Regions from separate parts of the Hordeum vulgare genome. Here region 1 is linked to region 2. The links are chromatin contacts, called in public Hi-C maps. All regions are on one chromosome and are shown on one strand. The core of a region is the stretch at or near the end of the contact, and the rest is flanking DNA. Distances in the headings are between cores, read along the strand shown. Region 1 holds the start of LOC123444254 (protein REVERSION-TO-ETHYLENE SENSITIVITY1). Region 2 holds the start of LOC123444252 (glycine dehydrogenase (decarboxylating) 1, mitochondrial-like).

Evidence for each region. Hi-C and Micro-C count contacts between places; a contact is called where the count stands out from the background.
Region 1: a contact with region 2 is called in a Hi-C map of seedling, with 2.3 times the contacts expected there. The contact joins the promoter of LOC123444254 here to the promoter of LOC123444252 in region 2. A contact is called at or near these places in 2 of 6 Hi-C or Micro-C datasets (leaf and seedling) and 1 of 1 datasets of contacts at active chromatin or transcription factors (embryo).

What each region holds. Positions count from the first base shown.
Region 1 is chr3H:459,659,453-459,666,911 of MorexV3_pseudomolecules_assembly, reverse strand. It overlaps LOC123444254 (protein REVERSION-TO-ETHYLENE SENSITIVITY1), which reads right to left and starts at 3,209. Exons shown (of 3, transcript XM_045120919.1): 1 at 2,971-3,209; 2 at 1,462-1,820; 3 at 256-772. The coding sequence starts at 1,743. The coding sequence ends at 353.
Region 2 is chr3H:459,316,340-459,323,814 of MorexV3_pseudomolecules_assembly, reverse strand. It overlaps LOC123444252 (glycine dehydrogenase (decarboxylating) 1, mitochondrial-like), which reads right to left and starts at 1,427. Exons shown (of 15, transcript XM_045120916.1): 1 at 124-1,427. The coding sequence starts at 1,317.

The DNA of each region.
Region 1 (7,459 bases), core at 1,960-4,459, 340 kb before region 2:
CACATTCAGACGAAGCAACACCTTTCCTGCACATGGCCGTGGCCAGGCGCCTGCATACAAACTAGATTGGTCAACAGAGAGAAACATTCTCACACTCAATGCGAGGAAAAATCATATCGTCTGAACCAAACGACATTCTTTTCATATTCTCCGTTTCATAGAATTTGAGATGCACGCCATCTCACCTCCTATAACTTCAGCATTTCTGTAATGTTCGTATCCTACGCACCAAAGGAGGCCTTAGCAGGTGCAGTGTTTCGATAAGTTTAAGATGAATAATCACAAGAATGGATCAACGGTCCCAGACAAATTATTTCCACAACTCCTCACCCGGTTCAGTCGCAATGTAATTTCAGCACACCAAACCTTTCGTGCAGTATACAGCAAAGACGAACCACCCTATCAGAAGCAAACAGAATGCCGATAACCCTATTAGGAAAGACCAGCCGGCCATAAAAATACCGATGCACGTCACAGTCACGAATGGCGCGAATGACCGAACGACAGACATTTTGTCCACCCATTCGCCGTGAAGCCAGACAAGAGCTGCCACATTCAAAACATTCCACTCCGCCGAACCGCCGTGGGCAAGCCGGTTCAGGCAGTTTGCTACGAATGAGTAACAGTTGCAGGTGAACAGGTTGTAGTATTTGTGCTGGAAATGTCTTGTGCCCAGTTGCAAGGTACTATCCCAGGATGTTGCTGTTCCAACTTCTGTGTGCTTGTACGTCGACTCGCATACATGTGCCCCCAGATTAGCAGGAAAGCAGCACTGGCCATGAACAAAGCAAAAATATTTCAACAATAATTCCCAACTTGAAAGGAAAGCGCTGAAAGAAAAAGCAGCACACAAGTAGGTTTTACAAAGGTAAAGATAATGATAAATGAACAGGATTATGGAATAACATATGCAACTTCACCATATAAATTACTCCCTCCGTTCCTAAATATAAGTCTTTGTAGAGATTTCACTAGTGAACTACATACAGATGTATATAGACATATTTTAGAATGTACATTCAATCATTTTGCTCCGTATGTAGACATCTAGTGAAATCGCTTAAAAGACTTATATTTAGGAACGGAGGGAGTACCAGATATCACCTTTGTTAGAAGTTAACCTATAGAACGCCACACTAACTATTTGTATATAACACTGTTTGTTACTAAAGAAAACAAAAACTGAAACAGATGTTAAGATTTGCAAAATTTTAATAATCATCCTCTGTCTTTGATAACTGGCTGGAGTCTCACGTTCAGTATCCCCAGCCCATTTGTATAACATAACAGAATGTTTCACTATTTATATGATAGTAAGCATTTTCCTCCACAGGAGCATGTCACAAAGGAGACTAGTAGACATTTTCCTCCAAGTAAATAAGAGATTTTATTAGCAGTACATATAAAGTAAGAGGCCAACACTCTAAAGAAGAAAACAAAAATAATAGGAATCAGATATACCTTCTTTCTGTCCAGCTGGAGGTATCTAGCGACAGAACCATATGCAAAATTATCCATGCTCACAAAATTTGAACCAGCAAAATCCAGGACAGATCCATCCTCCTGACAGATTCCAACATGGCCTATGTAAGGAGCAAGCCATGAAACTACAGGAAGAGGAGTCCAGACAATGCAACAAGGGAATCGCCCTCTCTTTGGGTCTATCTCACCAACTGGCCACAACTCCTGCAGTTCATCGTTTGATCTGGAATCTTCAACATCGAAAGCAGCTTCAGCCTCCATCGAGGAAAATACTTCAGTGCTTGTTGAACATATAAAAAATCAAATGAGCTTGCATCTCATGACTCTGGAGACCTTTGCTGAAAAGAAAGAAGAACAAATACAATTAGGCGCACCGCACCATGCTTTGGGAGAAAAAGGGTGACGAATTATAATCAGCGCTAGTTTAGTGCTCCACTCATTTCCCAATAACTGTCACCAGCCTTGGGTTTCTGTTTCAAATAACTGTCCATTGAGAAAACATTTATGTTGTTAATGCAATGATTCCGCTCTCTTTAATTTTGGAAGAAGTTAACTGGTAGTAGGCTTGTAGTATGTCATTTCTTATTAACCTTTTATTATACTAAGTTCTTATTGGTCAATGCGGATGGGGGACTGAGGACAGTTTAAATGGATTAGTACTTCAACAGCAATGCAAATCCATACGAAACGCTCAGGGCACAAAAATGTTGGATATGGACATAAAGATATGAACGAGAGGATAGCAACTATAATTTCTCTAAATTTCAGTTACCTTGTTGTCCACTTTTACAAATTCTCCTCAATCAAACTGTTGCACAGTTATTAGGAAGTTCAGTATTCTCACGGCCTACCATTTTCGAGCCCAAAACAGATGGCCTATCCCTTTTCATATCAAATGCATCGCAGAACAAGTGATAATTTTGCTATACCAGCAACACCTCATTAACCGCAATGAGCTTAAATGTTTGCACTTCAGACTGGCAAAGATACAGCTCCCACAACAAAAAAGTATTTATCTAGAACATTTTAGGTCTCAAACATGTTATGAACCGATGTCTTTAACAGAGAAGAGACGATGGGCAACATAAGATCAGATTGGCAAGTAAAGGAACACCAATGACCATATAAAGGAATGCTTGAAAGTTGAAACAATATTACGTTGGCGTGTCCAGGAGCCACGCCTCCTCCCCCAAAGTCCCAAAGCAATCCGCTGCTTCAGCCAGCCGTTTGACGAAATGCACAAACAAAACGCAGGAGCAGACAGTGGCTCGAGCGGGGATAAATTGGTCTCAATCCAGAACCTTACTAAAAAAAAAAGAATTGCGCCCAGCTGCACCAACTAGTAAATCGATCTCTACAAACTGCATCCGATGCACTCAATGCCCGACGAATGCGAGCTCCTAAACTGGCCCTAAAATACAAGCACCGTACGGACCAGTGGAACTGACCGAAGGGGAGGAGAGCACGGAGATTGAGAGGAAAGCTCACCGGAGAATGGGCAGGAGACGGCAGGCTCCTCCGCGATCTGGTGCCCGTAGATTGGCCCCCGGCGTCGCCTCTTGCCGTACGGGTGAAGGTTTACTTTGGCTTCGCTTGGGAGCAAAGCCAGGGGTAGCAGGCAGGGGGAGGCGTGGTTGCAGAGGAAAGTGCAGAGGGAGGGACGGGACGCCGGGACGGTGCATGCACCTGGATGGGCGCAAATGGTAGGCGCACGAACCGCGCACGCCACCCCGCTTTGCTTCCTTCCAACAAGGTTCTTTAAGACAATACAAACGTATACACGTAAACACTCATCCTGTGAATGCAAACACGCACATCTATGAGCATCTTCGTAAGTCTGAGCCAGCACGTCATCTTGAGATTTACGAATTCATCGTAGGCGTCTCGTCGTCGACGGAAACGCCTTCTTCCACTAAAAGCGTATTGTCAAAAATCCAGAAATAAATCCAGAAATAATGCAAGCACCAGGGCTGAATTCTGATGGGTTGGGAATACCACTGTCCCTCTAACCATCCAACCATTGGTTGGTTTTGCTTCCACCAAGGTTTTATGAATGATTGGTTATTGATCGTTCACGATATTTAAAGTAGGCGCCCCAAACCTTCCTCAAACATCCGGACGGGTTGCCTGGTCACTTACCGGTCATGAAATTTCGATTCACACAGACGTCTCAAACAGTTCTTAAACGTTTGGGCTGACCGGCATTCCTCATATCCAACCCAAATATGATGCGGATATGGGGCGTGTGGGCACGACCGCTATGTCGATCTGCCCGCGCTGGCCTGCAATGACTTCACATATATTCGTTCTCATCCGCTCGTCTTAGCAAACCCTAGCCACTTCACACTCTACTTCCCTCACTCCCTTCGCCATCCTAGCTCACCTCCGGCGATTTCCAGCCGTCTTTAGTATGGCTAGCAGCGGATCTGACTCCGATCAATTCGGATATGTCGATTGTGGTGTCTTCCCGTGCAGTGGAGGAGGCAATGGCGGTCCGCATTGCACCCCGTCGCTCCCGGAAGGACGGCGCCCGACCGACGAAAGGATTTGTCCAGCGCGACTCCATAGAGTCGGCGCAAGGGGCACTCAGGTCCTCTCGGGCTGGATCATTGCGGTCTCGGCGGTCGGAAAATTTCTCCTTCCCCGTCATCGGTTGGGCAGACAATGAGTCCCATCGGGAACGGGCGGCCCGTCATGGGAAGGCGAGGATAAGGGTTGTCGAGGCGCGTGTCGCGGTAGGAATGGTGGCGGGGAAGGCGGCTGATGCGGTGACGTGGGCCGCCGTAGAGGAGGAAGCCATTTGTGCCCGCATTTTGAAGAAACGGCAGCAGACGAAAACGTGCGCCCTCGTCCGAGAACAGAACCTGGCGGTCCGTGAAATGGTCGGGCTGCCACCGAAGGAGTAAAAGGAGGTCAGTGGCGACAAGGATACCTCCCGCAACAAGTAGATCCGGCTAAATCCCTACTGTATCTTCGACCAGTACTTCCACGTGAAGTACGGCAAGGGCAACCATGGATGATCTCCATCATAGCCAAACGTGCCAAATTTTGCTAGTCCGACGGCATGTTAGTAGTGATGGAGTAGCTGGCTGGCGTGTGTGATGAATCAACGTAGTTGCATGAGTTTGTATGGATTTGAGATATGATGTTTGAGGTGTACAGTTGTGAGAAGGAAAATTTGAGGTTTGACTAGTCAATGTCTGCAGACGCGCTTGTGCGTTTGAGGGGTTGGAATTTGCTAGTCCGACTGTAGATGTTGTAACTATCTCCAACCCTCAAATTGTCCGTATATGTTTGGACCGCACAATTTGAACCATGAAAGTCGTCGAGGCGGGTTTGTATCGGGTCCGCCGAACGGCTCGGACGTGTTTTCTCCCGCAAACCGTAGACACGCGTGGGGTGCTTTGCAGGCTTCTAGACCGTTACCAAGCCCGTGTCGGACCGCCCCATCAAATTCCCACCACCCGCCTCTCACGTGCTTTCTATCGAACGTCGGTGCCACTTGGCATGCTGCATTCATGTGGCACCCCGGTTCAGAGGAACGGGAACATCCCGTATTCCAGCCCAAAGATCAAGTCTTCTGGAAAACGACATTGCTTTCATAAAACAAATCAACTCTTTATTACAATTAATCTAGGTACAAGGGTTCGGGTGTTACAAAAGATTACAAAGGCACGTCGACACTACGCCTGCTAAGGTAGCTCTATGCTGGCAGCGGAACCACTCATAACAACGGAATAACTTCTAGTAGTGGAACAACGACGACAATGATGGACTCCACTTTGCAGGGACTCTGGCTAGGACACGTCCTAGAGCACAAACTCGGAATCCTCGACAAGCAATCAATCATGGTATCACCTGCAATCTCGCATGACACGCCAAGTGGGTACTTTGAATGTGCTCGCAAGCTCACATCAACCAAAGCAATCAAGACAAACAACATCATGGCATTACAAGCTAATTGATAATGATCATGATACTACTAGAACAACATGAGATGAGCATGGCATGAACATGTTACTCATGATATGAACATGATGATACTAGGATGAGAAGGGGGTTTCGATGTTTAAGGTCCCATTGATCAACTTACTCTGCTCGGAGGTTATTTTGTAACCACCATATGTATCAAGCTTACCGTCGTGAACATCACACGATCACCTGAGGATCAACCAATCTCGGTATCAATAATACCATCATGATCGTCACGTGACCACAAGGAGCTTGATCTTTACCTATTATCACCGCATGACCACATAAAGATCAACCAACTTCTTTCCTCATGGAACCAGGGTTGTTTATATCTAGTTTATTATTACTTTTGACCCATAGTGTGACCTATTAAGAACTGTGTCCGTGACCGAGGACGAGGTTATCGATAGGCTATACACTCTGTAGAGGTTAGTACACTGTACCCACACCACGGAACTCATGGCCTTGTGCTCCCATTCGGGTGGACCAACGACATTCCGACCAAACCGAATTATTGCATGACACTCTCCTAGCCACTCCAACAAACACCCCTTTGGGTTGTGTCATGGGTGGCACCAATGTTAACTCGTGACATCCGCCACCTTTTGGATGGCCACCATCATGGCAAAACATAAACGGTTCCAAACGGGGATATGAGCTCAATACCAAACCCGGGCACACAGGCTTATGGCTGCCTACCTGATCAAGGTAGCACGCGCACATAACTTTCCCTAGTTGGAGGCACCGAGAGGCATGACAATAGACCGAATTAGGGCCTCCCATTGAGCCATGTGTGGTTGCATTGGTGAGCTCGATTCAGTGGAACCATGCTTGAGCCAACACATTTTTTCAAGTTCGATTAATTTCAAGTTTAACTTGAATGGTGATGAGCTGAGTCATAATAACATGATGAAATAACAATGCATATGAGCATGATATCAACATGAACATGGATGGGCAACATAACCTTTTAGCATATGAATCATAACATCAACAACAATACATAATTTATTATATGAGATGCAAATGAGCATGGCATGGTGATGATCATTCATATGACAAGTATTTTCATAATAGACAATAAAAATCCATATGAGCATATATCATTAGCATTAGCATAAAAAATAATTACAAGAATGAAACATGATAATTAGACCCCTGATATAATCCATAGAATCACTAAAACAAGCACATTATGCAAAAAAAAGAATATATCTAAAACAAAACAGTTCGTAATGATCTGCACTAAAACCATACTTCTGTAACTCCAAAACTTATTAAAAATTAGAAAAACGTGGGAAATTTGTATGTCAATACTATGTAAAAAAATTCAGCAATTTATCATCTACGAGTAAAATTAGATCATTAAAACATTGGGCGTAAAAGTTTCTGTTTCTCCATGGTTTCAATTCAACTATCATCCAAATCATCCCAAAGGGTTTACTTGGCACAAAACTCAAAATAAAATATACACACATAATTACTATAGTAGTAATAACTATGTTGACTGAAGAAAAATATAAATATAGATCAAAGGATAGCTATTATGTTGTCTCCCAACAAGCGCTATTGTTTAATGCCCTTTAGCTAGGCATAATGCTAGGTTCACATTTTGTCATCATTCAAACTAATACCATAGGTGGCTCTCGTAATAGATTCATAAGGAGGGTTAATTCTTTTTCTTGGGAAGTGTTACATCGTTTTCTATTGTGTGAATTGGAATCTTATGTTACCTTCTTTCATATCAATAACTACACCTATGGTTCGTAGGAAAGGTCTACCAAGTATTATAGGACGAGACATATTACATTCAATATAAAGTACAATGAAATCCACGGGCACATAATTTCTATTCGCAAGTATGTGTACATCATTAATCCAACCCAATGGTTTCTTAATTGTTGAATCCGCTAATTTCAAGTTGAGGGAACATCCATCCATATCGGTGAGGCCTAGAACATCACATAAAGATTTGAGTATAGTGGATACACTAGCTCCTAGATCA
Region 2 (7,475 bases), core at 178-2,677:
TCACTAATTTATGATAATATGCTCGGCCACTAACCCACCCACCCGTATCAGGTAGCACGAACTCTTAGCTATTGTGCTGTCACTATCAGGAAAATTGGTGAGTGGGTGGGGGTGCTCGCGTACCTGCGCGGTGCAGATGTTGCTGGTGGCCTTGTCTCGCCGGATGTGCTGCTCCCTGGTCTGCATCGCCATGCGGAGCGCGGGCTTGCCGCTGGAGTCGACGCTCACACCGATGATGCGGCCGGGCATCAGCCTCTTGTACTCCTGGGAGGTGGCGAGGAAGGCAGCGTGCGGGCCGCCGTACCCCATGGGCACGCCGAAGCGTTGCGCGGAGCCCACGGCGATGTCGGCGCCAATCTCGCCCGGCGGGCGCAGCGTGGTGAGCGCGAGCAGGTCAGTGGCCATCACCACCTTGACGCCGTGCGCGTGCGCGTCCTTGACGAACTCGGCGTAGTCCAACACCTCCCCCTCGGTGCCGGGGTACTGCACGAGCACGCCGCAGACGTCGCCGCTGCTGTAGTCGAAGTCCTTGGCGGCGGAGACGACGACGTTGATGTCGAAGCCGGTGGCACGCGTCTTGCAGATGTCGATGGTCTGCGGGTGGCAGTTGGAGGCGATGAGGAAGGTCTTCTTCTTGGACTTGACGATGCCGAGGCACATGGCCATTGCCTCGGCGGCGGCGGTGGCCTCGTCGAGCAGCGAGGCGTTGGACATGGGCAGGCCGGTGAGGTCGGCGACCATGGTCTGGTAGTTGAGCAGCGACTCGAGGCGGCCCTGGGCGATCTCCGCCTGGTAAGGCGTGTATTGCGTGTACCACGCGGGGTTCTCCATGAGGTTGCGCAGTATGACGGCGGGGATGTGGGTGTTGTAGTAGCCCATCCCGATGAAGGACTTGTAGGTCTTGTTCATGGAGGCGAGGTGCGCCATGTGGTCGAGCATCTGCGACTCGGTGAAGCCTGCGTCGAACTTGCCGGTGAACTGCATGGGCGGCGCGCGGATTGCGGCCGGGACGGTGGCGTCGATGAGCGCGTCGAGGGTGTTGAAGCCGCACTCGGACGCCATAACGGCCTGCTCGGCGGGGGTGGCCGAGTTGTGCCGCCGCGGGAAGGTGTCGCTGGGCTGCAGCGCCGACACGGAGACGGGCCGGCCGGGCGTGTACTGGTGCGCCGGGCGCGCGCGGGGGCGCGACCCGGCCGCCGCCGGCCTGGGCGCCAGGGTGGAGACGCCGCGGGACGGGGACGGGGACGTGGCGGACGAGGAGGCCGCGAGCAGGCGGCGCAGCAGCGCGCGGCTGGCGAGGCGGCGTGCGCGCTCCATTGGGCTGGGGGGGTGGATGCGGAGACGCACGCGCGCGGCGGCAGGGATGGATGGGGTGGGGGTGGGAGGTGGGTGGCCTCCGCTCCTGGCGAGAAGAGCGGGTGTGGCTGGGTTAGGGAGTGTGATTTGGTTTGGTTGGCCAATATATATCGGCGCGTTCGGTTGTGCTCAGCTGGGGTGGGGTGGGAGTGAGGTGGAGAGCACGGCGCGAGACGGAGGTTTCAGGGTGACGTGGGCGCTGACAGTGGTGATCGGCAACGGGCGGCGGGGAGGAGGATGGCGTTTGGATGGACGAGGGGCCGAGCAGCGGCCGGTATAAGAGGCCCAGCCACAGAAACCGGCAAGTAGAGTGGGAACGGGCGACGGGGGGAGGTATCGATCGGGAGGAAGACGATGGGTCGATCGGGCGGGAGAGATGAGAGAGACGACGCGCGTCCCAACTCCGGCGCTGCAAGCTGCCTGGACCTTATCGCTTTCCTCCGCCCCAATCTCCCCTCCCGCCGCAGAAAATTCTGTGGAGACCGCTGCCCGCTGGGCCGTAATTTTTGCGGCGTCTGTTACACCCGGTGGCATGGCATGGCGTGGTGCCGAGCGGGGAGCTGCCGAATCGGTGCGGCGCTGGCGAGCGCGACGCCACGGCCGACGGATGCATGCTGGATCCAGTCCAGGAAGTGGTAACACGTGGGGATGGCGTGGGGCTCCATTGGCCGGGGTAGGAGAACCAGGGAAGGTCGAACTGCATTGGCTGGGGATGGTCCGCGCGTCAGTGACCGGCGTGGGTTTGGTATGCGTCCAAGCGGAGCAGACCCGGATGATGGTTGGGATCACCTACCGCGAAAGAATCTCTGGGTACCCGTGAGGGTGGGAGGCCGGATGTCGTTGTTCCACCAACCACCTATAGTCTGCTAACATATTTTAGAAAGCTTTTCATCTTCCGTTCAAGTTATTTTTTAGTTGTCTGGTTGAAGTACCATTTGATTGGCAGGGCTGGCTAGAAATAATTATACCGTTGATATTGTTTAGTGAAAAAATTCAGTAGTTGCTACAAGTACTAATTTTCTTCAACTATAATTATTTAGGTACATAGGAAGTACTGTATAATTTGATGTTATAGTTGCTACCGGTAGAAGTCGAAAATACAAATCTCACACGCTCTACGATGAGATTGAGGTTGTCCAACCTTTGGCAGTCGGAAATGAAGCCAGAGGACAATCGCATGGCGATCGAGAAAAATCTACTACAAGAAAACAAGATCCGTAAAACCATATCATTGGACACACCATCCTTCACACGACTCTCGACAATATGAAGAAGCACCATCGGAACGAGGTCGAGATGGGTGGACGTTACTCATGCTAGCAGCGACGCCATCGGCTTGCCACCGTCAATCGGAGACAAAGCCTAACTTTATTCCTCACCCTATCACCACTCACCACCAAATCGAATCCCTGGGGTCCCCGCCCCCTTCCGTCGTCGAAGTGACGAGCGAAGAGCGACGGGACCCGTAGTCCTAACCGGGAAGAAGGTAGATCGACCGCCGCCCTGGTGACAAATAATTACTTCATAATAAGTCAATACTCATTTAGTAATTTCTACTGCATAGTTAGCATTGTTTGATAAATGAATTGTGTTTTGTCTTGTTTTGTTTGCGTTGTCAGACATAAGCATCCAGTGATCGGAGGGTACCAAAACTATGGATGTGCCCGAGTTGTGTTCCTAACACTAGCCGGCCCCTGGGGCATAGTGTTAGGGTTTGGGGTAGCTTCTATTTCTATATCTCCTTCAAATACGATGATTTCATATTTAGGCGACGTCCTTTACTAACTTGTCATTTCAAAAGGGGATAGGTTCAAGTGGTGCATTTGTGCACTTCGTGTGTTGGTGAATCATCTTTAGCATATTCATTTCCTTTATTCACCAAGCTTGGGTATTGTAGCATATCACTTTTCCTTTCATAGGACATGGCTTAGGGTTACCTTTTGGCTATCCTTTTTCATTGACTATTGATGTCGGTCTAGCCATCTACCCCTCTAGAGATATAATACACACTTCTGTTATTCGATGGAATGGAATGAATTTTTGTTGTTGTTTTGATGAAATGGAATGGATTTGTATTCATGTTGCTCTGATTACTTATCGCTCTTTCAAATGAAAAAGTCTGAACAAAGTACCACACCACTTGTAAGCAAGTGGAGCTTAGCCTAAGTGGTGAACCAGCAAAGGGCACATTTGGACTAATTGTCATGGGTAAGACATACTAGTGATAATGATCGCTCGTCACTCATATAACCAGTTACAAGTGTTGAAAATTATAAGTGACGGACGACTAACTCATCACCGGTGCATGTTTTGAACCTATTACTAGCAATGCTTTATGCATAAGTAGTTAGGCATTTCCAAATGGTCTTAACTAAGTCTACAAACCAACCGGTTGTAACCATGCCAATTCGATCTTGAATGGGTACCGTTGAAAGGACCAGCATGTCGCCTAGAGAGGGGGTGGATACTCGCTTGCAAAACTTTTATGAATTTGGTTGAATCCTAAAGTAGGCAGGTATTTTCCAAGCACAAATCGTAAATATAGTAGGCTTAGTGAAGTGAACCAATAACTTAAACTAAACAACATGAGAACAATGGCATTACTAGCAAGCAGAAGTAAGTTGCATACTTACATGAGGTGTATATAAGAAGAGATGGAAAATTAATGATACACATAAGCATGAGTAAGAATACAAGTTTACACAAGATACATAAATAAACAGTACAAGTTAGTAGTTACACTAAGTACAAGATATAATAACAATATCAAGTATGAATTGCGGAAAGTAATGGAGACAAGAGACTGCATATATGTTCCTGAAGTTTAAGTATCCACTCATACTCTAGTCTCTATTGGAGGGATGGGTGATACCACAAAGGCGCAACAATACCGCAAAAGGTCGCCCTTTTTTCCTTGAGATATCAACATGAAGGAGATTTTGAACCACTATGGTTAGCTTGTTCCTCCACTCGATATATGTCAAGATTCACGACCATTTCCAACCATAACGAAGGAGTAACTAGGGCCTCTTCACAATCTCTATCAAGAGGGCAATGAAGCAGCAACCACCAAACTGTTTAAGAGGCGGCGGCCTCCAAGAGTAACAAGCTCATGGGATCTCACTTGAAAAAATCGACATGGAGAGCTCAAAACGATGCAACAAATGCAAAGCAAGAACATAAGAATGCTCAAATCCTCTCTCTCTCTCTCTCTCTCAAATCTCACCAAAGCAATTCATGCTATGGAGGGATGGAAGAGAAGAGAAACAATGGGAGAGGTTAGCAAATGAATCCTAGATGCATGGGATAGTTTTCCCCCAAATGTATTGTTGGAAATATGCCCTAGGGGTAATAATAAATTAGTTATTATTATATTTCTTTGTTCATGATAATCGTTTATTATCCATGCTATAATTGTATTGATTGGAAACACAATACTTGTGTGGATACATAGACAAAACACTGTCCCTAGTAAGCCTCTAGTTGACTAGCTCGTTGACCAAAGATGGTCAAGGTTTCCTGACCATAGGCAAGTGTGGTTACTTGATATCGGGATCACATCATTAGGAGAATCATGTGATGGTCTAGACCCAAACTAATGAACGTAGAATGTTGATCGTGTCATTTTGTTGCTACTGTTTTTCTGCGTGTCAAGTATTTGTTCCTATGACCATGAGATCATATAACTCACTGGCACCAGAGGAATACCTTGTGTGTATGAAACGTCACAACGTAACTGGGTGACTATAAAGATCCTCTATAGGTATCTCCGAAGGTGTTCGTTGAGTTAGTATGGATCGAGACTCGGATTTGTCACTCCGTGTGACGGAGAGGTATCTCGGGGCCCACTCGGTAATACAACATCACACACAAGCTTTGCAAGCAATGTGACTTAGTGTAAGTTGCGGGATCTTGTATTACGGAAACGAGTAAAGAGACTTGCCGGTAAACGAGATTGAAATAGGTATGCGGATACTGACGATCAACTCTCGGGCAAGTAACATACCGAAGGACAAAGGGAATGACATACAGGATTATATGAATCATTGGCACTGAGGTTCAAACGATAAGATCTTCGTAGAATATGTAGGATCCAATATGGGCATCCAGGTCCTGCTATTGGATATTGACTGAGGAGTCACTCGGGTCATGTCTACATAGTTCTCGAACCCGCAGGGTCTGCACACTTAAGGTTCGACGTTGTTTTATGCGTATTTGAGTTATATGGTTGGTCACCGAATGTTGTTCGGAGTCCTGGATGAGATCACGGACGTCACGAGGGTTTCCGGAATGGCCCGGAAACGAAGGTTGATATATAGGATGACTTCATTTGGTTACCGGAAAGTTTTCGGGCATTACCGGTAATGTACCGGGAATGACGAATGGGTTCCGGATCTTCACCGGGAGGGGGACCACCCACCCGGGAGGGCCCAAGGACCTTGGGGGTGGCGCACTAAGTAGGTGGGGTCAGCCCAAGGCTGTCTTGCGCAAGGGAGAAAGAAACACCAAAAGAAGAGAAAAAAAAGGGAAAGGTGGGAAAGAAGAGAAGGACTCCACCTTCCAATCCTAGTTGGACTAGGATTGGAGGAGCACTCCTCCTCCCCTTGGTGGCGCAGCCCTTGGGGCTCCTTAAGCCTCAAGGCAAGCCTCCCCTCCCCTCCTCCTATATATATGGAGCTATTAGGGCTGATCTGAGACAACTTTTGGCACGGCAGCCCGACCACATACCTCCACGGTTTTTCCTCTAGATCGTGTTTCTGCGGAGCTCGGGCGGAGCCCTGCGAGATTAGATCACCACCAACCTCCGGAGCACCGTCACGCTTCCGGAGAACTCATCTACCTCTCCGTCTCTCTTGTTGGATCAAGAAGGCCAAGATCATCGTCGAGCTGTACGTGTGCTGAACGTGGAGGTGCCGTCCGTTCGGCACTAGATCGGAGCGGATCGTGGGACGGATCGCGGGACGGTTCGTGGGACGGTTCACGGGGTGGATCGAGGGACGTGAGGACTTTCCACTACATCAACCGCGTTTATTAACGCTTCTGCTGTGCGATCTACAAGGGTACGTAGATCGGAAATCCCCTCTCGTAGATGGACATCACCATGATAGGTCTTCGTGCGCGTAGGAAATTTTTTGTTTCCCATGCGACGTTCCCCAACATGTATTTGTTCTGAGTCTGGGTGAGGAGGACAAAGGTCAAAATAAGAGGGAAATCTCAGATCCAAAAATTCCCCCTCCATAGGGAAGAATGGAGCATTATATAGTCATCGAGTGAATTTGCCTATTATAACAAAAAAGGCAGTCAAAAACTTCTAAGTAAGCCCAGAACTTCCAGGCTCCCTTTTGGTCAGATTTTCACAACCCTTCTGAAAACCAGAACTTCTACCGTGTGAAAAATAATCTTCACCCCAACACAAACACATGCACAACTTTATCATACAAGTTTTGATTTTGATGATGTGGAGCTCTTTTCAAAGCTATTGACAAGTTCAAGGTCCGCACATAGAGAACCACCCTATATCAACCAAAACGGAGGATACAATAGATGTAAAGATTTGAGCACTCTACGCACAATGTGATGAAATTAGTACCCCGGAAGCCCCTCTTGATAGTATAACTATCAATCCTATATATAATCCTATCTCCCACCAAGTTGCATGGGATCGGTAAAACTAGGAAAACTAGATAATGCCCCGCACGTTATTGCGGGAAGCTTGCTAATAAAAATATGGACAATTGATAAAAGACTAAAAATTTATGCAAGGACAAATATAAAAGTGTGTTTTACATGACTTAATTCCCTTGAAAAGGTAATGCATGAGGTGATAGATTTTGCATGCAAAGATTAATGAAAAAAGTGACTTATGACTCCATGCATGACATGGTGATGTGGCATTGTTGCATGGAGAGAAAAATTAGTTAGTGGGTTGTAGCTATTTTAGAATAGAGGATATTGCTAAGGTATACCTTTTCCTTGAGTGTTCCACTTGATCTTGATGTTGACTTTAACACTTTCTTCAAGTCGGCAGTGAAATCTTGATCATGTCACTTGGTGAAGACTTCAAGTAGCTCCCACATAACCCTTGTGGGACGCACTATCTTGTATAATATCTTCACAAG